Regions from separate parts of the Triticum aestivum genome. Here region 2 is linked to region 1. A link is a contact called in public Hi-C data. All regions are on one chromosome and are shown on one strand. The core of a region is the stretch at or near the end of the contact, and the rest is flanking DNA. Distances in the headings are between cores, read along the strand shown. Region 1 holds the start of LOC123092982. Region 2 holds the start of LOC123092984 (DExH-box ATP-dependent RNA helicase DExH14).

What was found. A called contact is a pair of places that touch in the nucleus more often than the background predicts.
Region 2: a contact with region 1 is called in a Hi-C map of leaf, with 2.6 times the contacts expected there. The contact joins the promoter of LOC123092984 here to the promoter of LOC123092982 in region 1.

The regions. Positions count from the first base shown.
Region 1 is chr4B:511,673,217-511,679,973 of IWGSC CS RefSeq v2.1, reverse strand. LOC123092982 reads left to right here and starts at 4,016. Exons shown (of 10, transcript XM_044514855.1): 1 at 4,016-4,219; 2 at 4,934-5,004; 3 at 6,202-6,665. The coding sequence starts at 4,121.
Region 2 is chr4B:511,847,855-511,854,611 of IWGSC CS RefSeq v2.1, reverse strand. It overlaps LOC123092984 (DExH-box ATP-dependent RNA helicase DExH14), which reads right to left and starts at 4,189. Exons shown (of 49, transcript XM_044514857.1): 1 at 3,800-4,189; 2 at 3,656-3,708; 3 at 3,375-3,534; 4 at 2,746-3,187; 5 at 2,601-2,666; 6 at 1,317-1,421; 7 at 938-1,237; 8 at 412-528; 9 at 236-295; 10 at 50-121. The coding sequence starts at 3,906.

The sequences.
Region 1 (6,757 bases), core at 2,767-5,266:
CTTGTTTAATGATTCTATTTGAGGATAGGAGTATTAAATATGCAGAGGCATTTAGTATTAAATGTTGAATAATAATTTTAGTGATTTGTTATAGTAGAAAATGATAGGGTTTTGCATTGGTTTATACTAACCTATCTCACGAGTTCTTGTTGAGTTTGTTGTGGATGAAGCTTTTGATAAAAAGAGAAACCATGATATGAGATGAATTAAGGAGACACAAAAATTCAAGCTTGGGGATTCCCAAGGCACCCCAAGATAATATTTCAAGAAGTCTCAAGCATCTAAGCTTGGGGATGCCCCGGTAGGCATCCCACCTTTCTTCTTCAACAACTATCGGTTAGTATCGGTTGAGCCTAAGTTTTTGTTTCTTCACATGAGTTGTGCTATCCTTGTAATGTAGTTTTTTTAGCTTTGCTTGCTGTTTGAATTAAGTATCAAGATCTGGAATTATTAAATAGGAGAGTCTTCACATAGTTGCATAATTATTCGACTACTCATTGATCTTCACTTATATCTTTCGGAGTAGTTTTTGTTATTGCTCTAGTACTTCACTTATATCTTTTAGAGCATGGTGGTTGTTTTATTTTGAAGAAATATATGAACTCTCATGCTTCACTTATATTATTTTGAGAGTCTTAAATAGCATGGTAATTTGCTTAAATAATCCTAATATGCTAAGCATAAAAGATATGTAAGAATTCTTATGAGTGTGTTGAATACTAAGAAAAGTTTGATGCTTGATAATTGTTTTGAGATATGGAGGTAGTGATATTAAAGTCATGCTAGTTGGGTGATTATGAATTTAAAGAATGCTTGTGTTGAAGTTAGCAAGTCTCATAGCATGCACGTATGGTTAAAGTTGTGTAACAAATTTGAAACATGAAGTGTATCTGGCTTGTGCATCCTTATGAGTGGCGGTCGGGGACGAGCGATGGTCTTTTCCTACCAATCTACCCCCCTAGGAGCATGCACGTAGTACTTGGTTTTTGATGACTTCTAAATTTTTGCATTAAGTATATGAGTTTTTTTGACTAATGTTGAGTCCATGGATTATACGCACTTTTACCTTTCCACGTTTGCTAGCCTCTTCGGTACCGTGCATTGCCCTTTCTCACCTTGAGAGTCGGTGCAAACTTCGCGCGGTGCATCCAAACCCCGTGATATGATACGCTCTATCACACATAAACCTCCTTATATCTTCCTCAAAACAGCCACCATACCTACCTATCATGGCATTTCCATAGCCATTCCGAGATATATTGCCGTGCAACTTCCATCATCATCATCATGACATACATTACTTTTGTCTTATTGCCATTGCATGATCATGTAGTTGACATCGTATTTGTGGCAAAGCCACCATGCATTATTTTTCATACATGTCACTCTTGATTCATTGCACCATCCCGGTACACCGCCGGAGGCATTCATATAGAGTCATATCTTGTTCTAAGTTTCGAGTTGTAATCCTTATGCTGTAATCAATAGAAGTGTGATGATCATCATTATTAGAGCATTGCCCAAACCAAAAAAAGAAAAAAGAAAAGAAAAGAGAAAGGCCAAAAGAAAAAAAATGCCCAAAAAAATAAAATAAATAAAAAGGGCAATGCTACTATCTCCTTTTCCACACTTGTGCTTCAAAGTAGCACCTCGTTCTTCATGTAGTGAGTCTCATATATTGTGCTTCAAAGTAGCACCATATTTTTCATATAGTGAGTCTCATAAGTTGTCTTTTTCATACTAGTGGGAATTTTTCATTATAGAACTTGGCTTGTATATTCCTACGATGGGCTTCCTCAAATGCCCTAGGTCTTCATGAGCAAGCGAGTTGGATGCACACCCACTAGTTTTCTTTTATTGAGCATTCATAGCTCTAGTGCATCCGTTGCATGGCAATCCCTACTCGTCATGTTGACATCAATTGATGGGCATCTCCATAGCCTGTTGATTATCCTCGTCAATGTGAGACTTTCTCCTTTTTGTCTTCTCCACTCAATCCCCATCATCATATTCTATTCCACCCATAGTGCTATATCCATGGCTCACGCTCATGTATTGCGTGAAGGTTGAAAAAGTTTGAGATTATTTAAGTATGAAACAATTGTTTGGCTTGTCATCGGGGGTATAGAAGTTGGGAACATCTTTGTGTGACGAAAATGAAGCATATCCTAACTATATGATTTTGTAGGGATGAACTTTCTTTTGCCATGCTATTTTGAGAAGACATAATTGCTTAGTTAGTATGCTTGAAGTATTATTTTTTTTATGTCAATATGAACTTTTGTCTTGAATCTTTCAGATCTGAATATTCATACCACGATTAAGAAGATTTACATTGAAATTATGCCAAAGTATCACTCCGCATCAATAATTCTCTTTTTATCATTTACCTACTCGAGAACGAGCAAGAATTAAGCTTGGGGATGCTTGATACGTCTCCAACGTATCTATAATTTTTGATTGCTCCATGCTATATTATCTACTGTTTTAGGCAATATTGGGCTTTATTATCCACTTTTATATTATTTTTGGGACTAACCTATTAACCTGAGGCCTAGCCTAGATTTGCTGTTTTATGCCTATTTCAGTGTTTCGAGGAAAAAGAATATCAGACGGAGTCAAAACGGAACGAAATCAACTGGAGAAGTTATTTTTGGAAGGAAACCCACCTGATGGACTTGGACTCCACGTCAGAAGATACGAGAGCTGTCCACAGGGTGGGGGGCGCGCCCACCCCCTAGGGCGCGCCCCCCTGCCTCGTGGGCCCCCCGAAGCTCCACCAACGTTATGGCTCCAGCTTGTGCTCGGTGGGGAGTGAATCCCGATGCGTGACAGTTTGCAACGTTATGGCTCCAGCTTGCGCTCGCTGGAGAGTGATTCCAGACGTGTGACGCGTGACAACTTGCACATCATGGCTCCAGCCTGCACTCGTTGGCGAGTGAATCCCGATGCGTGACATCTTGCACGTTATGGCTCCAGCTTGTGCTCGTTGGATAGTGAATCCCGACGCGTGACATCTTGCACGTTATGGCTCCAGCTTGCGCTTGTTAGAGAGTGAATCTCAACGTGTGACAACTTGCATATTACCGTGTACTCACGTGGAAGCACAATCAAACATGTCCATTTCATAGGGCTACGGGGACAGGGGGGCTCCGTCACGCCGTATCCGCGTCCAAAAAGGAAGAAAAGATAAACTAGGAGTACGAGAGTATTGTTAGAAAGATTTAAATAAAATCAATCCACATTTTTTTCGCCTACGTACACGCTGAGGAAAGAGGTAGTTAGGTGCTCGGCACTAAAAGCAGGGTAACTACGTCTCCATTAGTGTGGTCAGTCAATGAGCTACTCAACCAGTGTGTACTGTGTGCATCCAACCAACCTTGTCTTTATCCACGCAATGCATGCAGCGGTGCGTCCACACACACGACTGTGGGAATCAACGAAGGAAGGAACGATCCTCCCGTTCCGGCATCCGATTGGCCCAAACCCAAAGCGCAGCGTACCGTCTACAGGCTTCGGTCACCGGCAAAATCCACCGGGCAAAAGCCGACGCCTCCGCACTCAACACCAATGAAATCACACCTCGCTACCCATGACACCCCGGCCCCGTCGAAACACGACCCCACGCGTCAGCGACCATACGCGACTCGGCCGGCGCAATGCGTACCTGGGCGCAGCAAGGGCTTGTCGCACGCAGGCTCACCCGCCAGCCGTCCGATCGCCCACGCGTAGCACCGGATGCGCCCCGTCAAAAGTGGCAGCTGCCAGCCAGTCCACCCAGGTCCCCGGCCCTCGAACCGCGAGCGCGGCCCTCGCCACACGCACCGCGGAGCACAGCATCCTCGCTGCATGACACCGCGGGCCCACACGCGCGGGGCCGTCCCGTCAGTGTCTCGCCGGGGAGGCCGCCCGGGTTGGGTAGGGGAGCTTGCCCGAAACGGGCACCGCGAGGGGGTCACGGAAGGGGAAGAGGCTTGCCTATTTGCTCGCAACCGCCTCCCCCTCCCTCCACTCAACAACCCAAAAACCCCCGTCCATTCACTCTCGCCTGCCCCTGCCTCTCTCTGCCTGCGTGCGTGTGTGGGGAGCGTGAGGAGCGAGGACGGAGGAGAGGAATCCAATGGCGGGGCAGGCGGCGAGGCCGAACCCCTGCGCCGCGTTCCGCTCGGTCCCGCCGCCGCTGCCCGCGCGCCGCGCCGACGCCGCGACGAGGACCAAGGTGACGAACTGACGATCGCCCCCTTTTTCCATTTCTTTGATTGATTGGCGCATGCCGCCTCTTTTCCCCACCCCCAAATCCCCCCGCAATCGCGGACGGGGGCCGCCTAGGGTTTCCCGCGTACGGACTCGCGGCGGCGGCGGCGGCGTGGAATGGAGGGAGGGAGGGCCGGCCGCCGGGACGGGGGTTTTTGTCGACGATCGAATACCTTTTTCTTTTTCTTTTCTTCATTCCGAGGTTGATTTTGCCCTCTGCTTCCTTGTGCTCGTCGACTGCCCTGTTCTGAACGAGTCACCTGTTATAGATCGCGGCGCTCAGTTCTGCGTTAGCTACCGCCTGGTGCAGCCGGCGCGAGATTCGCTCGCTCTACTTCCATATTATCTTCTTTATTAGGCAGAGTATAGAGTAGTAGTAGTACTTAATTTGTTACCATTGCGACAACGCTTGTTCCCCAGGGGGCAACATCGCTCAAGTTGAGGTTGATTTTGATTCTCTTCCTAAGTCCTCTTACCCCTCGCGCATGATTGTTCATCTTGTCCGTCTGGGCTGGGGTGGTATCAGTTAGATCCAAGATCCAACTGCCTATGCCTAGCTTACCAACTTCCGCACTTGGATTAGGATAATCATGCTTGTCACGCCTTTCCTGGCTAATTAATTTTGTACAGCGGCCGAGGAAATCGTTTAACATCTATTTGTTTCGTTTTACTGTTGCAGGATGCACCTTGTCCTACCTCTAATGGCGATAGAGGTCTTTCTGGGCAGTGCAAAAAGCCTCCAGAGCATGCGTACGTTCCTTCATGCTTATGTCTGCCTACATACAGCATTATATATGATGGAATCATGTCATTGTTTCTACATTTGTCATCCTGCTTTGATTTCACTGTTCGATTAAACGCCTTGTTTTTATTTTCGAGGCTAAATAGCAGGAGTTTGTGACAAGTGTTATCTAGAGTGAGCATATCAGTGCAAAGTTGCAAACCACTGGCTAGGTGTAATGTGAACTACGCACATTGACCATTTTATGTTGGGCTGATGACTGATCAATGGATCACATTTGGAGGAATTTAAGGGCCCCACCTTGGATAAATCTCGTAATAACCTTTTATATTTTAAGGCTCACACCTTATTAATACCCAGTTGAATCTAATCAGTTCTTTTATCTAATGTATGTATCACGTGAGACTGAGTTTGCATGATTAAACATGGCTATCTGGTTTCCCTAGACCATTTAAAGAAACTGCACAGGGGAACTCAGGTTGAGTTCTATATGAATGTGCATGATCCAGTAACATGATATTTGATGATCTTATATGTAGTAAGCTGACAAATACTCTGTTATCCAGAAGTGCGTATTCAGTCCTACACCATTAGAATGATTCTGAGCCCAAATTCACCATCCTAAAAAATGCTAGGCAAAATTTTAGTGAATGTTTTGCTTGCCAATGATCTAGCTAATGTTGGCAAGAAAAATGAACTAGAGTTAGCAAGTTTGCATATGGGCGTACCAACCAATTTCGGGCAACTCATCCAAACAAGGACCAAATTTTTGGCTATGAGCAAAAAAATGGTTAGGTTAGTTTTGTACACCAACCAAACATGCGTCCTCGCAATAAAATAAAAGGGAAAATGTAAGAAGAAATATATTTATATTGCTTCTCGGTATGTTGCTTTATGCCTCACGGTGTAATTCCACTCTATAATTTGGTTATGCATAAGTGTAGTGAGCATTGAGGCATGGTATACTGCCTTCCTCATTTTGTAAAGCTTGTTAGTGAAGTGACATTATTTAAAGCATGATATATCACTTTTTTTTTGGGAAGCTACATCTTTTATTGTTTAGGTTCTTGGCATACCAGTAAGTCATTGCTGTTGCCTGGATTGCACTTAAATATCATTCATGTCTTGCAAAATCCAGATTCCAGTATGTTATTTCTGAATCTATTTATTTTAAAATGTATAGTAACTTCCTCTCTATTTTACAGCATGCATAAGCCGTCTGGTGGTACATATACAAAACCTGATGCAAGAGTGAAGTTGATTCCGGCAGAAGACATCACTTATGTACGGCATGGAAAGCCTTTTGGTAGAACAGTTGGCTCAGCAAAACTGCAGAAAAGACACTGCAGACGAAGTGTCACTCCTCCTCCGAGTTCGCGTAAAATTTCTCTTGCGAGATCAACACCACTTACTCACAAGTCTACGACACCGTTTACTCCCAAGGCCATGCCACCGCTTAATCACAAGGCTTCGGCGCCTCTTACCCACAAGGCCGCGACACCTCTTACTCACAAGCCCATGACACCACCCCATCCTGTTGCCTCGTGTCTTTCTCCTAAGAGAGTTGAGACAGCTCACAAGGCCTTGAGACCTCTTAGTCCCAAGCCCACTACACCACCCCTGCCTGTTGCATCGTGTCTTTCTCCTAAGAGAGTTGAGACAGCTCACAGGGCCTTGGGACCTCTTAGTCCCAAGCCCACAACACCACCCCTGCCTGTTGCATCGTGTCTTTCTCCTAAGAGAGTTGAGAAAGCTCACAAG
Region 2 (6,757 bases), core at 2,940-5,439, 170 kb before region 1:
CTATGATAAGAGCATCCAACAAGAACAGAGTATGTAGGAAGAAGAATACCTTCATTGGTGCAACATACACTATCTTGAACTCGTTTTTATGCAAAATGCCTTCCCTGAAGTGCTGTTTAACCTGTAGATTAATCAATAAGCAGAACCCGTCAACAAGATTCGGGAAAAAATCGCTGATAAGGTTCAGAAAGTCAAGACTTCATAACAACTATGCAGGTTTTACCAAGGTATATACCTCATGAAGAACTGCAATCATTGCAATATTTGTTTTGCCAGCACCCGTCGGAGCACAAACCTGAACATTTATGCAAGTTAGCTATGACAACAGTGGTACACATAAACTTAATGGCACAAGCTCTCTTCTTGAGCATGGAAAGTGCAACTGCACATATAGTGGATTTAATTACGCACTAGAATGTTCTCATTGGTGTTGTATGTGGCTTGAAAAATACGGCTCTGAACACGGTTGAGTGACTTGTATCCCTGGAAAGCAGCTTGGGCGATATCATCCAACTCTCTTATTTCAATCTGGAAAGAACAAAGAAAGTTGTGTTGTAATCAACAAAAAACAGTAACGTGCGCAGTCAGCAATTTATTCAAATCTGCTGATGCTCAAGGCTAATTAACTCGGTGCAGGCTAAGCCATTTCGCTACGGAATTAAATATAGATAAAAAAAGAAGGAAGATTGCATGCATGCATTCAAATATGAGTATTTCAATCAACTGGATTAATGCAGTAAACTACCACAAGGAAAATGTGAGCAAATTGATTCTTGTTGGTACTTGGCATTCACCATTTCATGAGATCATAAAATCACCTCAAACTAAATGTAATGTAGGAGTTACCCTCTTTCACTAAATCTTTTCAAAAAAATATGGAAGGATCCACGAAGCAATACAAAAGTATGTACATGACATAAAGAGGCTATAGGAATACCAGTTTCTCATTGGGTCCCAATGGTGCTGTAGGAGTTGGTGGAATTTTCACTTCTTCATACCCCTTCATATGTTTCCGTGTTGTTCCTTGAGGAAGAGAAGTTACTTGGAAACTACTCTCCCCTTCTCCAGTCCCAATCATGTCATCAAATGGCTGCTTTCTTTCACTTGCTAGAAGAAGGGATGAGAAATCGTCAGCACCAAAATCATTCATTCCATTTTCTGCACCACGTTTGGCACGCCTTCCCTCTTTCCTCTTAATCTTATCAAGCTGACGCTCATACTCTGTTTGTATTGTTACCTGCAGGCATAGTGGATGTGAGAAGTCATTTAACACTGGATTACCCACTTCATCAGAAAACTCATAGAAGTAGTCTTACTTGTGTGCCATATGTTGGCATCTTCGGCTGATTATTTGAAGACAACTTTTCTGATTTCAGTATCGTCAATCCATGCTGAATTGCATCCCCTAGCTCTTTTCTATGCTGCAGACCATGATGACATAACCAATCAGTTCCATTGCATTAGACAGGCAAAACAAGTGAAGTTGCTCGTTAACACAAACAAATGAAAGCCTCCTGTTATTGACCAACGCAACGATAAACTAGGAGCTTTGCTATCATGGCCAGAAATCTTGAACTTCTAACTCGACAAATGAAAGCAGGCAGGCCAACAGGAATATTTGTAGCAACATCTGTCAGTCCACAATCACTACCAGTGTCACATTTTCAAATGGTAAATCTAACATCAGGTGCTGGTTACACAAAATCTGAGATGAATGTATAACTGACATCCAATACCTTAAGGTCCAAATTTTGAGCAGGACAAGTCTACATGTGCATAGCTACTCACTGGGGCTCTCATTCTCACTTTTCACCTCAAGCACCATATGGCAGATGGTCTCTCATAGCCTCATATGCTCATGTACATATATATACTGCTACAACAGTTTATCATCATAACTGCATAGCGTATCAGGGCAACATAGCCTTCGGGGTCTTGCAAAGATCTGTTTAAGGTTCAGATTTTAACAAGTTAATGCAAGGACTGGCAGTAACAGCAGTCATTACGTTGTAAAACTGATTGACCTATCTCATAGTTCAGTTGGGAGACTCAAATTTAAGAACTCTTCTGGGTTAACTATAGCTGCTCGATTCTTGCCACAGTGAAAGCACAAATTACGTGTCAAACTGATTAAAGAGATAAACAAGGGATAGACTGTAGAAATCTTTCTCTTATGAATGAGAGTTATCAAGATGAACAGAACAAGGCCACATAATGCACTGGGTCATAAAAAAGAGTAACCAACAATCATAGTAACTTAATTAATGTCTACTGAACTTCTGGTTTCCTCCACTGGCCAGTTTGCTGCCTGAATTTTAGCCGGATATTAGCCTTTGGACATGTAGCCCAGCCAGGGTTCTGAATGTTATAAAGTGATTTGCTAGTAACTGAATCCTCGGGCATGTTTTGCTTATATCACATTAATAAGTTGCAAGGATGCAAGACTACGAGGTATAATGTCCTGTTGAATATCAGTAGAAGTCGTAGTAGTTGCAGGAATCCAGCTAATTATTATTTTAATTATTTGATCCAGGTATCATGTATGAAGAACCATGCAAAATAAACTGCACGCAGATAATGACAGGGTATTGGTCTCTTACTGAAAGAAGATCCTGAACTATTTCAAAGGCACCATCCCCAACCATGTCCAGCAGTTCACCAGCTATCTGCAATGTTGGAATGTTGTAATATTAAATGATTGAGTCAATAAACAAAGGGAATACCGGAAGCAAATTATAGCAGCACCTCGTCGCCTGCTTTATTGGAACGTAGCACTCTGCACAAAGCCATTGCAAGTTCATCTCCCGAGAGCATCGAGCCACCACTTCTAGTTATCAGATCACACTGATCTTTTAGCCACCTCAAATCCACAGGACCCGCAAAAGCAGTTGAATTACAAGATGTAGTGCTGGCATCATGCTGCTCCTCTTGAAATGAACTCGATACACCACTTCCCAATGGTAGGTCATCATCAAGCGTAACATCAATAATGAAACGAGAAGGTGCTTTGAAGTCAAAGCTTGCCCCAAATTCACTTGTATCATCTCCATCTACGACCTTCGTGTCTTCCTGTACAAATTCCTGAATGCTCCCCCGTTGAAGGGAATGGAGCTTCTGAGCTAACTGAGCTAACTTTTTCAGAACTGAGTCTTGCACGCTGTAGCCCACAAGTCGTTCCAATTCATTCCTACGGAGATAGATAAAATCATGAGTAGAGGATTCCGGCAAAAAAGGATCTACGGCATTTGCAACATGCTATGTCATATGTTCTTCCTAAATTTAACCATGTTTAAAATATGGAAACATGGTGGGCAGCATTCAGAGCAAAGCAGCTAATGTGAGGGCTCTCCACTTAAAAAGCCAATAGCATATACCTTCTCTGGAGGGGCTTCTGGGTGGTGTCGGACTCCGTGCCAAACAACCTATAGACAGCCTGAGCAACCTGCTGGAGTTCCTCAGACACCACCTCCCCGTTCAACAACTCCACCACGGCGCCGATAAACTGCTTGTACGCCTGGCGCACATCGCTGGGAGCTGCAACAATGGGTGGCAACTTCAGAAAGTAAAACGCAGAGAGACACGCACACACCCACGCAAATCCGTCGCGTCGGCTCTAGCAGCCGAGCGCAGGCGGGGAGGGTTTTGGGGTAGTTACCGTCGTCCCAGTTGGGCACGAACCTCCGGGCGAGCGCCCACTCGTCATGCGGCCTGCGAAGACAGCACGAAAGCGTAAGGGATACCACGGATTCGGGCCGGGTGACTGAAATTGGGGTTGGGAAGGGGATAAGCGCGGTGATACCTTGGGAGGGCGCGGGCTTGGAGGGCGGCCTTGCGGAGGAGGTAGGCCTGGTCGGCGTCGAAGTGGGGGCGGAGGGAGCCCGTCAGGCGAGGGAGCGGCGCCAGCATCTCGGAGTCGGATCGCCTCGGCGAGTCGGCGGCGAGGGGTTTCGGGCGGAGGAAGGCGGCGGGAGCAGTGGAGAGGCGATGGATGCGAGTTTGGGAGTGATTGACTTGGGTTGGACTCTGGATCCCGTCCTGGTGGTGACGGAGGGAGACGCCCCGCGCCGAACTTGCGCCGCACGGAAGCGCCTGCGCCGGTGGACGGTGGTGGACTGGTGCTGCTTCGTTTCCGTGCGGCTCGCCCTCCCCTCGCTTCTACTCCTACCTCCCTACCCTCGCCCTCTCTATTGGCTAGACACAAGCCCAGCTTCTTCTTTTTTTTTTCTGAGAATGGCTAGACATAAGCCCAGCTTTTTTTCTTTTGTTTTTGAGCCGAAGACACAAGCCCAGCTGACCACCAAACAGAACAAAGCAGGGCTGAAGCCGGGGATGGAAGCCCAAAATCAGTGCCGGATGGATGACAGGCAGCAAATACCGCGGAGCTATATATCTGGCAGCAACTAATTAACGAGCGCTTCTTCGGGAGCCTCGCAACTATCAGCGCCATTTGGCGCGCTCTCAGCCGTTCGCCACGTGTCGCGCTCTGGGCGCTTCCTCCGAATTTTGTTTTTTTTATTTTTTCGCACGTGATTTCGGCTTTTTAAACGGTTTTTTTCCGGGTTTTTTTGACGTTTTGGTTTTCTACCGGTCTTCCCTAACTTTTTGACCAAAAAATATTTTTTTTGCGCAAAAAACTCATTTTTTTCGCGAGAGTCACGGTTTTGTTTTCGCGAGAGGCAAGGGCGTGCCTCTTTTAGAAAGAGAAAAAAACGCATTTTTTTTTCACAAGAGGCACGGTTTTGCTTCCGCGAGAGGCACGGTTGTGCTTTCGCGAGGGCATGCCTCTTTCGGAAAGGAAAAAAAACGTGTTTTCTGTTTTTTTTCTTTCGCGAGAGGCACGACTTTGCTTCCGCGAGAGGCACGGTTGTGCTTTCGCGAGAGGCACGGGCATGCCTCTTTCAGAAAGGAAAAAGAACGTGTTTTTTGTTTTTTTTTCTTTCGCGAGAGGCACAGTTTTGCTTCCGCGAGAGGCACAATTGTGATTTCGTCAGAGGCACGGGCGTGCCTCTATCGGAAAAGGAAAAAAAACCGTGTTCCTGGTTCGGTTTTTTCATCGATTTTTCCGTCTGTTTTTTCGTGAAAAAAAGTCCATCAAAACCTATCAACATGGGATCTAGTTTTGAAGATCTTGACACGAGGAATCCAATGGCGAAAGCGGTTTGAGATTTGGACGCACGGTTTAAGAGATAAAACATTTTGAATAAATGGATCTACGAAAAAAGAAAAAACTCCCAGGTTGCGACAAGTGGCGCACATGCAGCCACCACTTGTCGCAACCTGGGGAAGTTGGAGTGATCTCCGCAAGAAGTACTCCTTAATTAGTGATTTCGGCTATATCTCGCTTATTATGAGATGTAGCTCCGGCTCGCCTCTAGCGCAGATAGCACCAGCCCAATACTGTAGCTACCTCTGCGTGAGTTTTTTTCCTGTGTTTTTTTGGGTTTTACTGTTTGCACCAGTTTTCTTTGATTTTATTTTTTTTACTATTTTCTTTTGTCTTCGAGTTTTTTTTCCTTCTTTCTTTGGCTTTCTTATTTTATCAACACGTGTCTAGTTTTTTCATATGTGTCGTAAATTTTTAGTATCATCAGAAATATATTTTTATAATTCCTTAACATTTTATAAATACATAATTTGTATTTTCTAAAAATATGTATTGATCTCATTTTTTCATACATTTTATATTATATATATATATATAGAGAGAGAGAGAGAGAGATATTCTATTAGGCACCCAGGGTGAGGAATTACTTATTCCTCACCCTGGCCAATCGACCGAGCCAGCATATTCGGCCCCAATCGCACCCATCCCTCGACCAGCCATCTCCCTGAGGTAACTTTACCAACCGGCCTGCTGTCAAAAAAAAAGGTTACCAATCGGTCTTGTAATATTTTTTTTACAAAGCCACTACTTCCACGATGTAAAATTACCTTGGAATCGAGGTAATCTTGCTAACCGTAAGAGCATGGCTAATAGAAGAGCCCACTGCCGGCTCTATATCAATGCCACATCATCAAGAGCCTTCATGCAAGAATGCTTATATAATAGGCAGGCTGTAGATTAGTGACTACAGCACTCAATGCTTACATATGGAGTGGAGCATAGAAACGTAAATAATTGATAGGTGCGAAGAAGGCACCCGCTTTTAGCTAGCAGGCCGGCTGCATGCTGGCTTTAGTTTCTCGTAGCTTGCGCTATAGCCGGGCGATACGCGAAGCGCCGGCTGCGCTCTCTTTCGCCGGCTGCGCTCTCTCTCTTCGTTTCTCACTCTTCCAACTAAAATATTGCTGACATGGACCATGTTATAGCCAGCTGACTAGGACCTATTATACTTGCTCTAAGAGCTGTACTAGCCAGCCCACGTTCCCGTAATTTTCTAATCTGGTGCCAACGTAACCTGCAAACTGCTCGAGGATCCTCGATGGCAAACAGCAGGAGGTCAAAGGCGGCGTCGTGATTGGGGGATTTGGTCGGCGGCAAGTCACCCACGGTAGCGACACCTCGTGTGCAGCAACATCTGGACTCAACGGTGTGGTGGTTTGCTGGCTAGCATGCCGGTGTGCTGCTCCACGCCGTGGTGATCACAATGTTGTCTCGACGTCTGCTGGTCACCGGGCAGGTGGGGCGGGTTCCCTAGGTATTGGGCGGGTGCTGTGGATGGTGCTCACGGCAGAGCCAGCCATTGTGATTACCGCGCCGCGGTGCTGCAGTGTGTGATTGCCGCCGGGTTGATCTGGCCAACATTCATTATTGTTG